Regions from separate parts of the Hordeum vulgare genome. Here region 1 is linked to region 2. The links are chromatin contacts, called in public Hi-C maps. All regions are on one chromosome and are shown on one strand. The core of a region is the stretch at or near the end of the contact, and the rest is flanking DNA. Distances in the headings are between cores, read along the strand shown.

What was found. A called contact is a pair of places that touch in the nucleus more often than the background predicts.
Region 1: a contact with region 2 is called in a Hi-C map of leaf, with 3 times the contacts expected there. The contact joins the promoter of LOC123424922 here to the promoter of LOC123424917 in region 2. A contact is called at or near these places in 2 of 6 Hi-C or Micro-C datasets (leaf and seedling).

What each region holds. Positions count from the first base shown.
Region 1 is chr2H:56,818,380-56,822,338 of MorexV3_pseudomolecules_assembly, forward strand. It overlaps LOC123424922 (ferredoxin-dependent glutamate synthase, chloroplastic), which reads left to right and starts at 2,104. Exons shown (of 33, transcript XM_045108608.1): 1 at 2,104-2,559; 2 at 3,261-3,573. The coding sequence starts at 2,338.
Region 2 is chr2H:56,499,252-56,502,779 of MorexV3_pseudomolecules_assembly, forward strand. It overlaps LOC123424917 (phosphatidylinositol 4-phosphate 5-kinase 6-like), which reads right to left and starts at 1,842. Exons shown (of 8, transcript XM_045108603.1): 1 at 270-1,842. The coding sequence starts at 1,495.

The DNA.
Region 1 (3,959 bases), core at 854-3,353, 320 kb after region 2:
ACGTGGTGAAGCTTTGGTAATACGTGATCGATAACTTTGCAGGATACCATATATTTAGAAAGATGAGATCTCTTCTCTAGACATTCCAGGGGTTCAAGCTTCAGTTCACTAGGAGGTGCGCTAATGCAACTACTCATGTTGCGGCAAAAGAGGATGTTGTTCATGGTCCTAGTACTTGTGATTTTCTTGTAATCCCCGATCATCTGATTGTTCATGTTCAATCGGATATGAATTCTCCTGTTATTGAATAAAGTGCCTAGAGGGCAAATTCTCAATAAAGGGAACACTAATTGTGTATTTTTTGAAACTACCAAATTTGTTCCATCACTCACCATCTACTTTGGTTGGGGAGATTTTTGAGCTGGTCCCTTTAAACCGAAAGGGTGTGAGTAGCTTGTTTAAACTTCTGTTATAATAATTAGACATCAGGAGTACATCCAGTATCTTCCTCATCCCCTATCAATGTTCAAATATTGCCCCTGGTTGAATGGCAAATAGATGATTGTTCCATGCATGTCAATTCATCCTCTCAAATGGAAGAAACAGCTAATGACATGTCTGAGACATCAAGCTAGTTCACCAATACTTATATTGGATGGATCTTATAGTGTAGTAGATGGCTCATACGGTGCTAGTATGATTTCCAGGAATGAGATCGACACATTGTATCCACAACATGTAGATGCTTATTCCTCTTCTCCCGAGCACTTTGTGATAGGAATAAGTGTGACTATGGAGGGCATTGCCTTGGCCATGTAGTGGAATAATTTGCAAATCATCATTCATACATACTGCCCTACAAAAAATCAACTCCATATCATGCAATATAAAATAAAAGGGCGCATTTCGTCAACCTTCTCGATGGAATTAGACATATTACGGTATTCATGTGCTCGCTTTTCCAAAAGACCGGTAGAGAGCAAAACATGGCTGCAATTGCTTTAGAGAACGTGCAAGATTTGGACATAGGGGCCGAACTTGTTTCACATCCAGTATTAGCTGATCCAACACTCTACTAGAGTAATAAAATCTCGCATTTCCATAGATAGGCCCAAAGCTTAGCGAAGGTCCCGTTTTTCATGTTTAATGTGTATGCATGTGATGGTTGGTGTGGGTTAAATTTGACCGTCACAAATAATTCATATGATGTGACGCTCACACATGCACAATTTTCATTTGATTCCTAAAATCAAATCATAACACATTTACATACACATTCGTTAGAAACACAATAAAGGCAAACAAATCATAACATGTCTATCCGTAATAAAATCTTAGCATATTTACATATAATAAATTAATACTTTCTCTGTATCTAAATAATTGTAGTCGAGGAGAACTAGTTTATTTTTTTAACTACTACTCCCTCTGTCTAGAAATACTTGTCATGAAAATGAATGTATCTAGATGCATTCTAGTTTTAAATACATTATATTTTATCTATTTATGCGACATGTAATTCCGAACGAAGGGGTATTATTCATGGACAGAGGGAGTATAATAAATAAACAAAAACATAACACACATTCAAGTACGCGTCCCTTAAAAACACTGGCAAATGCATTCCTCATCCAACCGCCCAAAAATAACCAAACAAAGTGGCCCAACACAGAACACGCCGTGGCCCCGTCCACAGTACTTCGTGTCATTCTTGGATCTCCCATGACGAGCAACACATGAACCACGCTGCGGTCCACCGCCCCCATCCGTCTCCCCAATAATCACCCCTCTACAAAACGTCAAAACCCCTAAACCCCGGTCCAAAATCCCAGCCACCTCCCCTCCCCCCATCCAGAGGCCCCACCAAAAGCCGCCGCAAGCCCCACCCCGGTTTTAAAAACCACACAAACCCAACCGCGGCCACCCCCCTCCTCGCCCTCCCGTTCGCCCAGCGGCCCCTTTCCTGATCCATCCGCCCGGTCGCGGTTCCCTGCGCCTGCCCGTCGCTCGCCTCTCCGTGCGCCCGAGAGGCGCAGCAGCAAGCAAGCCGGCCCGCGCTCGCTCGTCGCCGTCTATAAACTACTCCCCTCCTCTCCTCCCCTCCGCACCACCCCCCATCACCCACCCACCCCTCTCCCCCTCCCCTCCCCTCGCCTCCCCGCGCCCTATCCTCTCCTCTTCCACACGATCCCGGCCTTGTCCGCTTCCGCATTCCCTCCCCACCACGCGAGCGCCGGCCCCTCCTATATCTACCTCGCTGCCGCGCGCCCCCGCAGCCGCGTGTAGTGGTGGTCGCGGTGGTGGTGGTGGTGGTGGTGGTGCTGATATCTAGCTAGAAGTTCCGGTAGGGGGGAACGACGACTCGCTCTCTCGCGTCGCGCGTGACCTGACCGGATCATGGCCGCCACGCTCCCGCGCGCGGTGGCGCCGCCGCCGGCGCTGCTCCCGCTCCCGCGCGCCGCGCCGCTGCTCCTCGCGGGCCGCGCCGCCGCCCGCAGGCTCCGGGCCAGAGGGGCCCGCACGCCCGCGCTCGCGGCCACGCGCCGGAGCTGGGCCGTCTCCGCCCGCGCCGTGCTCGACCTGCCGCGCCGCCGGGCGCCGCAGAAGCCCGTGCAGGAGGTATGTTCGCTTTGCTTCCCCACCCGCCGATCAGGTGCTCGTCTCGCGATTGGGTTTGGTTTCGAGGGTTGGGGTTTTCCTAGGTTCGGATTGCAAGGTGCGGTTATCAGATTGGTTTGTTTATACGAGGTCACGGGTCATGGTCTGTTTTGACGGATCATAGCCTTTTGCGCTGTAATATGTTTCTGATTGCAAAAAAAAAATCGTTGGGAAATTTGGGCGAGACCAGGATTCAGGAGTCAAGCCCAGGTATCTCCTGAGTCCTGACTACTGTATCGGGTGATAAGGTTCTATGTTGACTCCCTAGTTCATTGCATGTGCTAGTATTTTTTGGTACCTAGCTCATGATGATGCACTTGCATACTATCGCTTTTGTTATGTGGTGTTACTTTCACGAGATTTTTAAAGTACATAGTATGGCAAGTGCACAAAACACAGCGAATGCAGGTGCAATAAACAAGTGCGTGCTAATGAAAGGTTAGGTGACAGCTGTGGTGGTAGGTACTAATCACGATCAAGTTCCTGGAGTACGACATTGTGTAATGCATAGGTGGAGAATTTGGAAAGTACTACCAATTCTCCATGACCGTTCTGGAATGTGTTTGAATGGGCTCTGACCTGTGAGCTGTGACAGTCATGAGTAATAAACCATATGTGCTGTTCTTTATATTTGACATTAGGAATTGCTTTTTTTTTTTCAGGCTGCGGATTTGAACGATATCTTAGCAGAACGTGGAGCTTGTGGTGTTGGGTTTGTCGCAAACTTGAGTAATGAGCCTTCGTTCAACGTTGTCCGTGATGCTCTTACAGCTCTTGGGTGCATGGAGCACCGTGGTGGCTGTGGAGCCGACAACGACTCTGGTGACGGGGCAGGATTGATGAGCGGCATACCATGGGACTTGTTTGATGACTGGGCCAGCAAGGAAGGGCTTGCTCCTTTTGAAAGAACACATACAGGTGTAGGCATGGTCTTCCTTCCACAAAACGAGAATTCCATGGAAGAAGCAAAAGCTGGTAATGATTCTGATGCTTTACCACAATACGCCGCCCACATTGTGGATAATTTCTTGTCTTCCTTTTTTGCCGGGATTTTGTCTTTAAAGTGCGACACTTCCTAGTTTTATATGGTCCGAGATTTCTGCTTGGCGATGCATGTCCTAGTAAATCTGAGTCCGATCTCTTCGGACTCGTAATGCTGCCATACTTTGGTTGCAATGCCATCGTGGTGCTTGAAACCTATGCTTGGAAAGTTTTTTTGCAGGAAAAGTTTGTGCCCTTGGTATAAGAACTTTCCAAAAGGAATTTATTTATTTTGTATTGACAGTCAAATTACACATGTGATTTTTCAGCTCTACTGTATCACAACACACACAGCTTACTAAGAGTCTATTCATTTTTGC
Region 2 (3,528 bases), core at 592-3,091:
TACAAGCCTTGGCCATGTATCGAAATTGGATTGGCCAAACCCACAATACTTTTTCATTTCCTAACCATAGCATGATTCGAAGCAAACTCTTTGCTAATTCACTGTTGACAGGGTACTACTGTATCCCCTAATTCAGACTTGTAAATCGGCAAAGGTACTGAAAGCAAATGCAAATTTCTTCGGTTGATCAGATTCCAGAACCAGGGTTCTAAAATCTTCATAATTCATACTCTACTCGCTAATGAAGGCAGATGAGCGAGACAACCAACCTGATCCCGAGCTGCAAGTTGAGCATGAGCTCGTAGTGCTTGTGCCCCTTGACGATGGTCTCCCCCTGCTGCTTCGCCTGCCGCGGGGACACCCACTTGGCGATGCGCGGCGCCGGGGACGGCGGCGGCAGAAGGTCCCCGCCCACCGCGCCGTCCTCCGTCCTGACGCTCCTCCGCGCGTCGTCCACCAGGGCGGCCCCGTCCACAATGTCGCAGGTGATGTCGCCGTCCGACTCCCAGATGCAAATCTTGTCGTACTTCCGGTCGCCGCCGGAGCAATTGCTCATCCCGGACACGGAGCTCGCCCGGCCATTGGCCGTCCGGTTGCCCGAATTGTTGAGCGGCCGCTGCAGCGGCGTGGACTCGGTGGCGCCGCCGCCGCCCGTGAACCCCGGCAATTCCCTCGCGAACACGTCGCGGGGGTCGCGCGCCGTCGGGGACGACGCCGCAGGAGACGGGTAGTAGACGCCCTTCTGCTGGACAATGCCACCCGGGCCGTCGCGCGTCCAGAAGCCGACGTAGGCGCTGCCGTCGGCCCATCGGAAGGTGCCCTGGCCGCGCGGGCAGCCGTCCTCCCAGCCGCCGTCGTAGCGGTTGCCGTTGGCCCAGGCGAGCTCGCCGCGGCCGTGGATGAGCCCGGCCCGCCACTCCCCGGTGTACTCGGTCCCGTTGCGCCAGATGTAGCGGCCGGCGCCGTCCTGCAGGCCGGAGCGCCAGTGGCCGTCGTACTGGTCGCCGTTGGCGTAGCTCTTCCTGCCGTCGCCGTGCTTGAGGTTCATGGACCAGGCCCCCTTGTAGGTGTCCCCGGCGGCGCCGGTGTAGGTGCCGTGGCCGTCCATGAAGCCGTCCTTGAACTCGCCCTCGTAGGTGGCGCCGGAGGGCCAGGAGAACTTGCCCCGGCCCGTGGCCTTGCCGTTCCGCCACTCCCCCTCGTACATGCACCCGTCCGTCCACAGGTACTTCCCGGCGCCGTGCGGCGCGCCGGCGCGCCACCGCCCCGTGTAGAAGTCCCCGTTGGGGAGGCCGCGCTCGACGTACTCCTCCTCCTCCTGGCCGTGGTGGTCGGCATCGTCGACGCCCGCGGAGGAGGAGGCCGAGGAGGAGGCCGTCTCGGAGTCGTCGGCGGGCAGCATGGGGGCCACCCGGCGCCTGCCCCCGGGCTGCGGATGCGGCTGCACCTTGCGCACCGTCGCCTCCCACGCCCTGGCCAGGGTGTGCTCGTGCATTGGGCGCTCCCGCCTCTCCCTGCCACCACACCCGTCGCTTCTCCCTCCTCGTCCCGCCGCCGCCGCCGTCCTTCAAGCTCACCCTCCTCACCAGGCTTTCCTCCGCCCGGCGGTGGATCTAGCAGGCTAGCACCGCGCGCGCGCGCACGCTCCACGGCGGCATTGCTGGGGGCGTGAGGCGGGTAATGGCGAGCGAGGAGTTAATGGAGACGCACGCAAGCGAGAGCCGAGAGGGAAAGAAATGCGCTTTGGAAGGGGGGGCGAGGTGGAGAGGGAAGAAGACAGGGGAGGTGGAAGGAAGCGGTGTCTGTCTGTCAGTCCGTCTCTCTTTGCGCTTTGTTTTCCTCTGCCCTTTTTGATGCAGCATCCCATCCCATCTCACAAACTCGCTACTCCCATCCCATGGCCCCCGTGACGGCCTCCGCCCATCCTCAACCGGTCTTGGTTTTTGTCTGTTTCATTTCACCGTTAGGTTAACCAAATTTCTTCGTCAAATTCCAACGGATTACATAATAAATCTAGCAACCTTGATTACAGTGGTAGTAGGGGTACTCCGTATGATTTTGCAGACAGGGCCGTCTTGTTGGTGGTTATTGTGGTGGTTAGTGCGGGTGCTTGTCTTTGTTCCTCTCTAGGAGTATCTATCTAGCCTACTTAGCTTAGCTAGCTAGGTTAATGCGTGGGTTCTAGTGCTGTCCCTAATAAGCTAAGCTAACCTCTGGTTTGGTTAGCATACAGTATACAGTACGTGCTAGCCAACTAATCAACCAATCCGTGGCTTGATTTAGGGGCTTGTCTGCCCATGAGCCTCCACGTCTTTCTCCTAGGTTTGCCATTGCACAGTGCTCAGCCATATCCATCAGCAGCAGTAAACGCACGACGTATTCCCTTGACGACGTGGACGCCCAACAGTGCAACACGAACCAGTTTTTATTACAGAGATTAAACATCATTCTAAAATTAGAGAAAGAAGAATCCGAGTTTACTTGACAATTCAACCTCTTCCTCCTCCCAGAGTACTTGACATGTCGTTGCTCAAGAAATGAAAATAAAAGTTGTTCTGTCTTGCAGCCTCCATTTGGGGGGTGCGTGACTGTGACTCGTGCATGGTGCGTGGTGCCTTGTCTCTGTACCTAGCATACCTGCAGGACCGGCCTAGCTGGCTGGTGCATTCAGCCGCTGCTAATTATAGTAGTGTTTAGGAGGAGTAATAAACCTCCCCTGTCAATGCCTCATCCGGCAATCTGCGGCCCTACACTCCTAGCACCATGCTACCATGTATGTATGGTCCTAATCTCTTGACTGTTAGGTCTAACCAGTCGGTTCATCGGTCGGTCAGGTCATTAATCAAAGGGTACCCAATCAATTATGCCTGAAACCACATAGCCCAAATCTTGCTTGAAAGTTGAAGCCAAGCACTTTGTGTGAAGGTCGGTTTCGGATCAGAGGGAGAAAAGAGAGAGAGAGAGGTGACAGTATCTGATAAAGCGGATCAGCAGGAGATACTCCTGCTAGATAGATAGACATGCATGCCATCTTCTTTCTCTTGAGAGTTGAGAGCGGCAGAGCTGGTCCTGCCCCTGATCCCTGCCCCTGCCGGTGGTTGTTCCACTGTCATGCGAGCCATGTAGCAGTAGTCTGTATTTGTACTCCTACGTTGCCATTTAAAGATGGACATGTGTTTTAAGATTGAGCTGACTTTAGGACATGCCACCCAGGTCCCGGGAGTGCTACCGTGGTACGTTGGAGATCAATGGCTCTAAATCAGTGAAGCTGAAGCGGCCTGGATCTGGTTGCGCAAAGCATCAGCAAAACCCCTCGAAACATGGCCACGTTAACGGCACGGATGAACCCAGTCCGGCTTCCCAAGAAAGTTAGAAGACGAAAGAAGATCTGGTTTGCCATGGCCTTCTCCTGCCCGTTCCAACCTGATTTTTCTGCAGAAAATCCGACGCCACCGGCAGCATCGCCGTGCCACCAAAAGTGCATCGACGACCTAATAACAAATCTGAACAAACAATGGCCGGTGTAGT